Linked DNA regions of Sus scrofa: region 1 is linked to region 2. The links are chromatin contacts, called in public HiChIP or PLAC-seq maps. All regions are on one chromosome and are shown on one strand. Each heading gives the region's core, a stretch centred on a gene start, on an enhancer-like site or on the middle of the called end of the contact. The rest is flanking DNA. Distances are from core to core; before and after follow the strand shown.

Region 1 (5,522 bases), core at 2,525-5,024, 39 kb before region 2:
TGGGTTAGGGATCCCATGTTGCTGCAAGCTGCAGCTTAGGTCACAGATGCTGCTCAGATCTGGCAGCTGTTGCTGTGGTGTAGGCTGGCAGCTACAGCTCTGATTGGACACCTAGTCTGGAAACTTCCATATGCTACAGGTACAGCCCTAAAAAAATAAATAAGTAAAATAACTCAGGTTTGTCCCCCACTTTCCTTGGAAGGCATGAGTAACAAGAACATGTTTTCTCAAGTCTGTCCCCTCCTGTACCCCAAATTCCCCTTTGTGGTCCTTACCTTGAGGCATGGAGCTCAGCAGAGCCCTAGTCTCTGCTACTTTCCAAGGCGACAATTAGTGAGCTGTCTAAAGCTTCAACCCTATATGGAATGGCTATTACATCTCTTGGTGCACATAAGCCAGGTAATAAACATTACAGACACAAATGTTTCTTTCACCATCTCTCATGTTGATATTACACTACTTCTCCATGAGAACCATATTGGAAGTTTCCTGGGGATTATTTTAACTGTTACTTATTCTAGAACAAATCTAGGGGAAAATGGTTTCAATTTCTGACCTATAGTGACATATTTATCACTTTTAAAAACTCTTAGCACTGGCTACTATGAAAATAAAGTTAACACTTTTTAACATGATGGGTAGGTGGTGGAAAAGGTGATGTAGTGTTCAAAGCGCTTCTTTAATGGACGCTTGACAGCTTAAATGAAACCCTATAACATGGTTGTTGAGAATGAAGGCTCTGGTGTCAGACAGCTTGGGTTTAAATCCTGGCTTCTCCACTCACTGTGTAGTTTACAGCAAGTTTTTAAATTTCTGTTTTTTTCCGCCTTTTTTTTTCTTTTTCTTTTTTTTTTAGGGCTGCACTCGCAGCATATGGAACTTCCCAAGCTAGTTGTCCAATCAGAGCTGCAGCTGCTGGCCTACACTACAGCCACAGCAACACTGTGGGATCCTAGCCACATCTGTAGACTACACCACAGCCTATGGTAACGTCTGATCCTTAACCCACTGAGCAAGGCCAGGGATGAAACCCTCATCCTCATGAATACTAGTTGGTTCATTGCCACTGAGTCATGACAGGAAACTCCATGATTTTAAATTTTGATAAGCCAGAATTTCGGAGTCGTGGCTCAGTGGTTAACGAATCTGGCTAGCATCCATGAGGATGCAGGTTCCATCCCTGGCTTTCCTTGCTCAGTGGGTTAAGGATCCAGCATTGCTGTGAGCTGTGGTGTAGGTCACAGACACGGCTCAGATCTGATGTTGCTGTGGCTGTGGTGTAGGCCAACGGCTACAGCTCCTATTCAACCTCTAGCCTGAAAAAAGAGTCAGAATTTCATCTGTCAAATGGGAGTTTAATAAACTCCAAAGAATCTGAAGTTGGTGAAATATAGTGAGAACTGTTTGTGAATGCACAAGAGAACTTCTAAGCCTGCTCTATTCCCAGCCTCTAATCTCTCCATTATAATCTGTCCACTTCATATCTCCCCCAAATGAACACATCAACACACACTCCCTTGTAGAGACACACACACCAACCACACACACACACACATCCACTCTTAGGTAAGGGCTTGCATTCTTGGAGAAACTAGCATTTAACCACTATAAGCTACCTTACTTAACAAAATAAACCTTTCTAAATTAGCACAGATTAAAACTCCCAGAAAGGAATAACTGGATCCCAGATCCCAAATCCAAAATCCCTCACCCCATAAGCTCAAAAACTTTCAATGACTCCCTTTTTCCCAATGGGGGGAAAAAAAGCTCCACTCCTTTTTCCCCCCAGGAGTTACTCCTATAGCCAGCTTAATTTATATGCCACTTCCCAGTTGTGGGTACCTTTGATTCTACCACCTGTTCCCCAATTTGCTTGAGTATAAAGAATGTAAGACTTGGTGAGGTAAGGTTCAGATTTTCAGTCAACACGGGTAGTGGATGAGCTGTGTTTCAAACAAGTGAATAAAGTTGACAATATATCCTCAAGAAAGTTTCCTAAATTCTGGCCTCAGTAACCAGCCTCTGGGCAGCATTTACAGAGCCGACACCAGGGGGTAGCAAAATCTCGCTCTCACGGTTCTCAGCACTAATTATAGGGAAGCTGGAGAGTCTGGAGGACTAGAGGGCCCATAAACCATTGATGGAAAAGAGCTCCAGCTCCCTGCCTCTAACTCTGCTGGGAAGATGGTCACTGAGGTTTGCTGCCCTAGATTATTTTTTGACGCTGTGGAGCAGAGGAATCTTCTTGCTTTCAAGAAGAATGAACACTTTCTCTCTCTTCTTTTCCAGACCCCGTGGAGTGGAGAAAGGGTGGAGGTTAGCATCCTGAGGAGGTGAGAGAAGAAGCCCAACACCTAGGCGACCCCCGCCCCTTTCCCCCAATTCCACTCCCCCCACCCCACCCCACCCCTGCCTCTCCAAAGACTGCCCTGAGGCTCTGGCCTCCTGGCTTCGTAGGAACTACTGTATCCACTGCACGACGTTTTCCAAACGTCACCCTCCAGCCCCGCAGCGGCACTTGCCTTCAAGTCCACTGCGGAGTCTATTCGGCTTTCCGATCTTCTCAAATGTCCACCCTTTGGAAGCGCCCCTCCCCATGTTCCCCACCCTTGCAGGGCTTCCCGTTGCCAGCTCAGAGGAGAGGCAAGGCATCTCCCTCCTATGCCTAAGGCTCCCCTAGGCCTCCTGGGGGACCCTCGCCAGGGCTTCGTTTCCCATCCAGACGCAGCGGAGGATGGTTGAAGCTAGAACTTTCTTAACTAGCCTGCTCCTTTGTCTACTGCGTCAGATAGCCATCCCCATCGCCCGGAGCCCTAGCGGCCTTGGGAAACTCTCTAACGCCACCCCACAAGAAGGAAGGGTCTGGCATCCAGTATTGGATCACGGGGCTGAATGAGGATCCGGTGGCTTCCCTCTGCTAACTAAGGGAGAGATCGGGGATGCGGAGGGCAAGGGGCAGCGAGGAAAGAACTCAGAAAACGTCCCCCGGAGTGCACGCCTTAAGTGGAGGATCCTGATCCTGGGACCCTGCGCGCATTCAGCCTGGACGTCCACTCCCCTCCTCAAGCCTTCACCCCAAGCCTTCACCGCTCCCAAATTCCCCCACGCCCCCGCCCTCCCCAGGCAGCACAGAGGAGCCCATTGTCGGAGCCCGAAGGCTCGAGGCTGGAGGAGATGGGAGGGGAAGGAGGAGGGCGGACAAGTCCCTGGAGAGTGGGAGGAATCCCCCGATTTTCCTGTCCTCTGTTCCACCGGAGGCGGGCAGGGGCCTGGGGGATGGGAGAGGGGGGTCTCTTCTGAACTCCAGGAGCTGCCGAAGTCTGGCAACGGAGGGGAGAGGAGATTCCCGGGCGAGTTAGAATCTAGAGGCTTCCGGCCACCAAAAGGCTCCAGGCCTAGGCTGGGGACCCCAGGGAATTCACGCACGCTCCAGCCTTTGGACTGTCCCTTGGGGAGACTAAACTGATCCCTTAGGGAGCGCGGCGGTGGCGGGAAGAGGGGCATCCTCGGCGGGACGGGCCTCCGAGGGTCAGGGTCCGGGCTACGGACTGGAGGGCGGGGCGGAGAAGGAAGAGAGTTGCGGGAGAGCGGTGCAGATCCGCTGGGGGCGTCGGGGGAGAGGCCAGAAGCTCCGCGCGGGAGTGGCAGTCCCGACAGGGGGTCCAGCGCGGAGGCAGAGGCGGGCACTGAAGGGCGGGGCGGGGAGGGGCGGCCGTCTCGACCCTCCCTGGCGGGGCCCCGCGGCCTGGGAGCGCGAGCGGGCCGAGCCGCCACCGCGGCCGGAGCTGTCCCCTAGCCAGACCCGGCGAGACGCGAGCGGCGGGAGGGAGGCGGCGGCGCGCCCGGCCCCGCCCGCCCGCCCCAGCGTCGGACGCGGCCCGGAGCCGAGCCATGGTGAGTCCCCCGTCGCAACCCTGTGTCCCCTCCGCCTTCGCGCAGCCCGCTCGGGATCACCAGTCCCCTGCTTGGTGCCTCTTGCTCCTTCTTGGAACTCTTGAGCGCCCTGGGACTCTCCTCCCTCCCATCCCCCCTTCTTTTCTTTGATCTGTCTGTCTGCCCCACAGTCTGGCTCTGTCCCCACTGGGTATTGCCCTCACTCCTTTCTTCCTCCTTTTCTCCGCCCCTCCCCCAACCTTCCATAGGTCTCTCCCCCTAAATCCACACACCTCCTCTCGCCCTCTTCGGTCCTGACCTGTGCCTTCCTTTGCAGGATCTTCCCTCCCCCTCCCGGTCCCAGCTCCTTACCCGCGGGGGACCCGTGCGGGTTCGTGCTGCAGCGGCCCTAGAAGGGGCCCGGCCTCGGGTCATGAGAACTGACCTGCTTGGAACCACCATTTTCCATCCCAGTCCCCAGGCCCGGTGAGCCGGGCCCACCCATCCGGCCCTGGGGGACCGCCACAGCTGTGGCTGGGCTGGGGCCAGGGACCTGGCCAAAAAGGGAAATTCCCGCGGAGAAAGCGAGGCTGCCTCAGAACAGTGGACAGAATGGGGAGGGGGGCTCACAGTGCCAGGGGGCGTGACGCTGCCAGATCAGACAAGAGATGCGGTGGGGGCGAGGAGTTGCCCCTGAGCTCACGCTGCAGGGAACCGAAGCGCTGTCTCCAGGAGTCGCAGCTGCAGAGGGAAGGGAGAACTGACGGGAGCTCCCTGCAGCCAGCTGGGGACCCAGGCAACAGCAACTCAGGGCACAGGAATCAGGAGAGCCCTGTTAAGGGAAGCCCATACCAACCGGAGTGGACACTATCCTGTGAACTTTCACTCCAAAAGTACTCTCTGAAGAGTCACTGCAGGTGTGGGCACTGCCAGGGAGAGCGCCCACTGCGGGAGGGATTGGGGGGGGCGCGGCCAAAGGGGCGCTCACAGCAGGGAGTGGAGCGGGAGAGGCCCTGCCAGGGGGCGCTCATCGGAGGGAGTGGAGGAGGGGGAGGAGCACCACCCCGGCTGCTTCTTTACAGAAGGAAGGGCACCCCCTGGCCGAGAGGCTGGAATGAGAAGAAAGAGGAACCGAGCCAGGGAGAGCTGACTCAGTCTCTCTGGTCTCCTCTTTGGTCCCGGCCGGCTGAAGGCCCGGTCTCTGAGCTCCTGCCCGCCGCCTCCCACCCCGACCCCTCCTCCCCTCCTGCCGCTGCCGTTTCCTGTGGCTGAGACTCTCGCTCAGCCATGAGCTCACCGCCCCTAATGGGTTGCAGCTGCCTCGCTGCTCCAGCTCTAGCTCCCCCTTCCAGGCCTCCAAGCGGACGGCCCACTCTGCCTCACCCCCCGCCCATCTCCACCCTCCCCCCACCCACGCTCCCAGCGCTGGCCGGGTCCCCGGAACACTGGGGGGTCTGTCTGCTCGCCCACACACCTTGGGGCCGGGTCTCTGTGCTGACGCACTGACTGTCGGTCTCTGGACTGGCCGCCTCGCTTCTCAGTCGGTCTGCACAGGCGGGCAACACTCTGGGCTGGAGGGACTCAAAGGAAAACGTGCAGTTTTGTCCTGAAGGCAAAGGCGGCGGACGGCGGGGTGGGGGTGGGGAGCA
Region 2 (5,262 bases), core at 2,516-5,015:
AGGTGCCATAATACATTTTTCCCAGGCTGGGAAGTACCGAGCTCTCGTGGTCAAGGAAGCCATGGAGGAGAGAGCTGGTCGTCTGGAAAAGCTACAGCACTGGGCGAGGCACAGGCAGAGTGGGCACCTCTTGGTGCTGGCGGTGAGGCCAGGCTGCTCCATCCCAAGCTTCAGCATGTTCACTTCTACCCCAGTTCAATTCCATCCATGTTTAGTGAGAACCCATCATGTTCCTGAAACAGTGCTAGGCTCTGAGTGGGAGGAGGGTGGAGGAAGCATAGACTAAACAAGGCAAGACCCTTAATTTCCATGTAGCTTCTTCCATCATGTGAGGAAAACACACAGGTAAGTGACTGAACTATGACATGAGACAGAAAAAAATTAAAGGATTTCCCCTTCTTTCAACAGCCCTTAGTTGACTACTTTCTGCCACTACACCTTCCTCCCAATTGCTGATCTCTAAAAGAGGCAGGGGCTGGGAGAAAGGAAGGGAATCCCTGACAGTTCCCCTTCACCTATCCTGCATCTGGTCTCCAGGTGAGCCAGCTATGGCTGGCAGTGGCTGTGGTGCCCTTTGCTATCTCAGTTGCCTGCCTGAACTCTGCTTGTCACATGGCCACAGCACTGCCACTTGGGCCTGGAGTACTGGTAAGAACTACCATATGGGAGGGTGGAAGGAAGGTCCTGAGGGGTCAGAGCTCACCACGTGCCTTTCTCATCACTCAGGGTTTCCTCACTGGGATTGTTACCCTTGAGCTGCGCAGAGCACCCCGTTTCTGGAAGGTGAGAGGAGAAGAGAACTATTCTGTCCCCCTCCCACACACACACACCCCTCAGCCCAGGAAGTGGATTTCTAACTGTCGACTGTCAGCTCTCTGCTCTCTGCCCATGAATGGCCTAAAAGACTGAGAAAGGAAGACATTTAGATGGCCCTGTTTGGAGGTGGAGGAATAGGAACTGAGTTTGGTTTTCAGCTAGGCTGCAGGTGGGGCTTGGGGTTGCACTGAGTCCCCCAGGCTGGGCAGAGCTGAACTGACTCACTGGCAGGTGCGTGCCATGATGATATTCAACCTCTTCAATCTGATCTTGGGCTTCATCGCGTTGGTGATTGAGGTGATGAAGACAGCCTTGATGTCTGCCCCAAATATCCCCTCCCAGGTACAAGTGAATAAAAGAGAAGGTGGGACGATGAGGAGACAAGAGGAGGGGGAAGGGCAGGGGCAAATAGGTGCAGGGTCCTTTGCAGCATCCTCAGCCCTTTCTACCTACAGCTAGAGGGCTTGCTGGTGCTTGAGCTCAGCGCTGAAGCCTTCACTCTAGGGGGAGTGCTGGTCTCAGCATACTCCCTGATCCTGCTGAGCCAGAGGAAGCGAGGATGCTGCAGGAGCCAGAGTCTGCACTACCAGGAACTGCAAGAGGTACTGAATGAAGGCAGGGAGGAAAATATTTTTTCACTGGCTATCCTGGTTGGCGGTACTTAAGGGAAAACAATGGCACAGGGCAGAAAGAAGGGGTACTAGACTGAAAGTGATTGGTTTTCTGGCTTTGGACATTTCTCCTCTAGAGGTGGGGAAGAGGGAATTGGGTATCTAAATGGTTGGGGTTAGAAATGTGAGAAGCAATAGAAATCTGCCTAAATATTGGAAGGGCTATGGGAACATGGGGAAAAAATGGCAGAGGACAAAGTTGCATCTGTCTGGGATTCTTCCTTTCTCATCCCTTCGGTTTGCACTCCTCACACTTGTCTGGTTTTCAGGGTCTCTCAGAGTTGGAGGAAGTTCCTGATTTGGAGAATGGTCCCACCGTGACTAGCACAGCAAACAGAACGAATGAGTGAACTGGCAAGGGGAAGAGTACAGGTGCTGCTCTCCTACCCTACAGAAGCGTTCTCCAGACACTCCTGCACCCCATCCCCACAGAACTCAAACTAGATGGAGTCCCTTAAGACTTAAAAAGGAGTTCCCTTGGTGGCTCAGCAGTTAACGAACCCAATTAGGATCCACGAGGATGCAGGTTTGATCCCTGGCCTTTCTCAGTGGGTTAAGGATCTGGTGTTGCCATAAACTGTGATGTAGGCCCGTATGTGGCTGGGATCCCACGTTGCTGTGGCTGTGGCCTAGGACCGCAGCTGTAGCTCCGATTCTACCCCTAGCCTGGGAACTTACATATGCTGCTGGTGCGGCCCTTAAAAAAAAAAAAAAAAAGACCTACAAGACGTTTGGTGGAGTGCCTTCAATTTTCAGTCAGACCAGGGCCCCATTCTTTTCCCTTCCCTTCTGGAGACAGCAATACCCAGACCAAGTCTTCCATCACCTCACTACCCTAAAAATCTGCCCGCCTGCAAGATATCCTTAAACAGCTATCAGCTAGACTGATTTCCTCCCATCTGTCCTTACCCTCCTTCCAACTTTTCTTTCCTTCCCACTGCCTCCCAGTACAGCTTCACATTTGCCTCATCTCACTATTTCCAAGATTTCCAACTTTCACAGTCCCAACCACTCCAAACCCGGGTTTCCGTACACGCCTACTCTCTGAAGTCAATTCACTCGTGCTTTAGTTCTCAGTCAGAGGCGGTTCCTTTCTACTCTAGCGGAGACTACAAGTCCCAGGATGCCCCGCTGCCCCGTGGCCTGCTGGGAAATAAAGAGCCTTTCCTCCGCGGTGGGGGCGCTGTGCATCTGCTGAGTGACGCCAAGCGCTGGAAGTCAGGGCCTAGCCGAGAGTTTCCTCGGACGCGACCACTGGCCCCGTGTGCAGGGAGGAGCCGGGCGGGCTATTCTGAGAGGGGCCGCCACCACCCCAATCTCGGTAACTGAGAGTTGACTGTGGGTCCACAGTCCTCCCTCTGACAGCTTCGGAGACGGGCAGGGGCGGAGGGCTGGCCCTCAGCAGAGCTGGGGTTTCCACAGATGTTGTCGCCGTGCCCCCTCCCACAGTGCCCAGGTTCAAAGTCCTGAGACTTGGAGCGCGCGCGAGAAAGGGGTTGGAGATGATGAGTCAGAAGCCCAGGGCCCTTTTCATCCCCCTCCCCCCGGGCCTAGGCGCCTGAGGAGGACGGGCTGGCCAGACGGGTGGATGGGGCAGGAAGAGGAGGGACACGGCGACCCGACCTAAGGCTTTCCCGCCTCTTGCGAGCACGCCGGTGTAACGAGCCCGCGTCGCCGCCACCCTTTCTCTCCAAGGCGGGAGCGGGACTGCGCAGGCTCAGCCTCTCAGCAGCCCCGCCGACCTTCGATCCCGGCTGCTGAGGTGCGGTTGCTGAAGCTCTGGTTGCGCTCAACCCCCACCGTTTATGACCTTTGCAAATGTGCAAAGATGACGAGCTCAGGTGGGCTTGAGAAAAGCCCAGGAAAACTGGGAGCACCCAGTTGTACCAGCCCGACAGCTTACTAGCCGCTAGAGAAACTAGAAGTTGACCAGAGCTGCATTACTATGAGAACTCACCCCAAATTCACAAAGTGCCCAGGATGGGTGTGCGCCTCACACTCATTTTTGTTCCCACTTGAGAAGGCTTCTTTCCCTAGAGAATGCTGCTTCTCCGGGCTTAGCCAAGCCCAAGCACCAGTAAGGAAAGAGCGCAGCCTGGCTGCCTTGCCCTGACATTGCAGTGGCGCCAGGGGCAGCTCCTTTCTGTTTGTGACACCTTGGGAGTGGTAATAGTCGCCCTATGACAAGATTGTGTGAGTATTTGTGGGTGGGGACAGTTCTGGGATTAGGTTCTGAAATGGAGAAAACAAGATCTGGGCCTCCCCCTTCGCCGCCTCCTCCCAATCTAGAATAATGGAGAGCTCATGTGTGAAGGACTCAAAATAATTTTCTTAAAACTCAGAAGGTGATAGTAGATGAGGAAGCTGAGGGTAAAAATCAGCAATTCATTCCAAATAGAAGCAGCAGCTTTTAGTGATATAATCAGATGTCTAGGAGTTGCATTTTACTTCTTGGAGAATTCAGTCACCATGCAGATGAACCTTATATCAGTCAGGTTTGGTGAGATTATGATGTGGTAACAATGCCAAAATTTCAGTGCCCTGAAACCTAAAGCCCCAAAGGTTTAGGGAGTCTGGCAGGGTACTCTGAACATTGTAAGTTACGCAGGTACCCAAGCCCATGGAGCACTACCATTTTGAGATCCTACCATGACACCATGAGACTAATACCCCTCACCACCACCAGCTTGCCCAGTTGTGAAGTAAGCATGAAGAATTGTTCATAGACTTTTAAATGTTTCTGCCTCAGAGGGATACATATCACTTCTGCTCACACTTCATTGGCCAAAGCAAGCCATATAGCCATATCCAACTTCAAGATGGCCAGAAGGGCAATCTTTACATATGCCTGGAAGGGGAAGGGAAGCAGAAATACTTCATTAAAGGAAGAGGAGGTAGCCATTTGCAGTGATTTGTTGAACAGCTTAGCAGTTGGTATTCATCTGTTCCAGCAGTTATGCGCATATCTACTTTGGTTTTGTTCTTTGGTTTTGTTCCACTAAATGAAGTTCTCAATAGAAACTCCCCCCCCCTCCCCCAGGATAATGGTAAGACTGGGAGACAGGAAATTTGATGTGTAAGTTTGGGCAAGTCAGACCTCTATGAACTACATTTTGCTTAAATGGAGGTTATAGTATTTACCCTCAACCTAACTGGAGGACCAAGGCTCAAATAAAATTACACATGAAAAAAAAAAAAAAACTTTAAAACTGTTAAACACTTTGGAGGTTTTTCCGATAGGGAAGAGGAGTGAAGCAGATTAGGTATGAGTTAATAGGGAGTCATAGGAACTATGGAAAACTAGAGGAGCCCACATTCTATTTAAAGACTTTAACCCAATTCTACCCAATTATTCCCATGTGGGACTGGGGGCTTGGTATTGCCATTGTTCCAATTTTCCTATAAAGGTCAGAAATTCTGACTTTTTAAATGTGAATCATCTGATTTTAAAATGCTGAGGCAGTTCCTTTTGTATATGAACCTGACTGATATCCATGAGGATGTGGGTTCGATCTCTGGCCTTTTTGTTCATTGGGTTAAGGATCCATCGTTGCCTTGAGCTGTGGTATAGGTCAAAAATGCGGCTTGGATCTCACGTGGCTGTGGTATAGGTTGGCAGCTGCAGCTCCAATTGTTGACTCCTAGCCTGGGAACTTGCATATGTCGGAGGTGCAGCTCTAAAAAAAAAAAAAAAAAAAAAAGTAAATAAAATAAAATGTTGATGATTACAATTTTAAAAATCAACAGATTCGGCCTATGGTCCTTCAGTTATTGT

The links. HiChIP or PLAC-seq counts read pairs in DNA pulled down with a chosen protein or histone mark.
Region 1: a contact with region 2 is called in an H3K27ac HiChIP or PLAC-seq map of skeletal muscle. The contact joins the promoter of ARHGEF40 here to the promoter of ZNF219 in region 2. A contact is called at or near these places in 1 of 5 promoter capture datasets (liver), 16 of 47 Hi-C or Micro-C datasets (brain, embryonic fibroblasts, epiblast stem cells and 8 more) and 2 of 2 datasets of contacts at active chromatin or transcription factors (alveolar macrophages and skeletal muscle).

Annotation. Positions count from the first base shown.
Region 1 is chr7:78,065,798-78,071,319 of Sscrofa11.1, reverse strand. It overlaps ARHGEF40 (rho guanine nucleotide exchange factor 40), which reads left to right and starts at 3,774. Exons shown (of 26, transcript XM_021099307.1): 1 at 3,774-3,894. The coding sequence starts at 3,892.
Region 2 is chr7:78,027,063-78,032,324 of Sscrofa11.1, reverse strand. It overlaps ZNF219 (zinc finger protein 219), which reads right to left and starts at 3,765. Exons shown (of 5, transcript XM_021099309.1): 1 at 3,445-3,765. It overlaps TMEM253 (transmembrane protein 253), which reads left to right. Exons shown (of 9, transcript XR_002345950.1): 2 at 26-142; 3 at 538-648; 4 at 727-783; 5 at 1,048-1,158; 6 at 1,272-1,418; 7 at 1,757-2,808.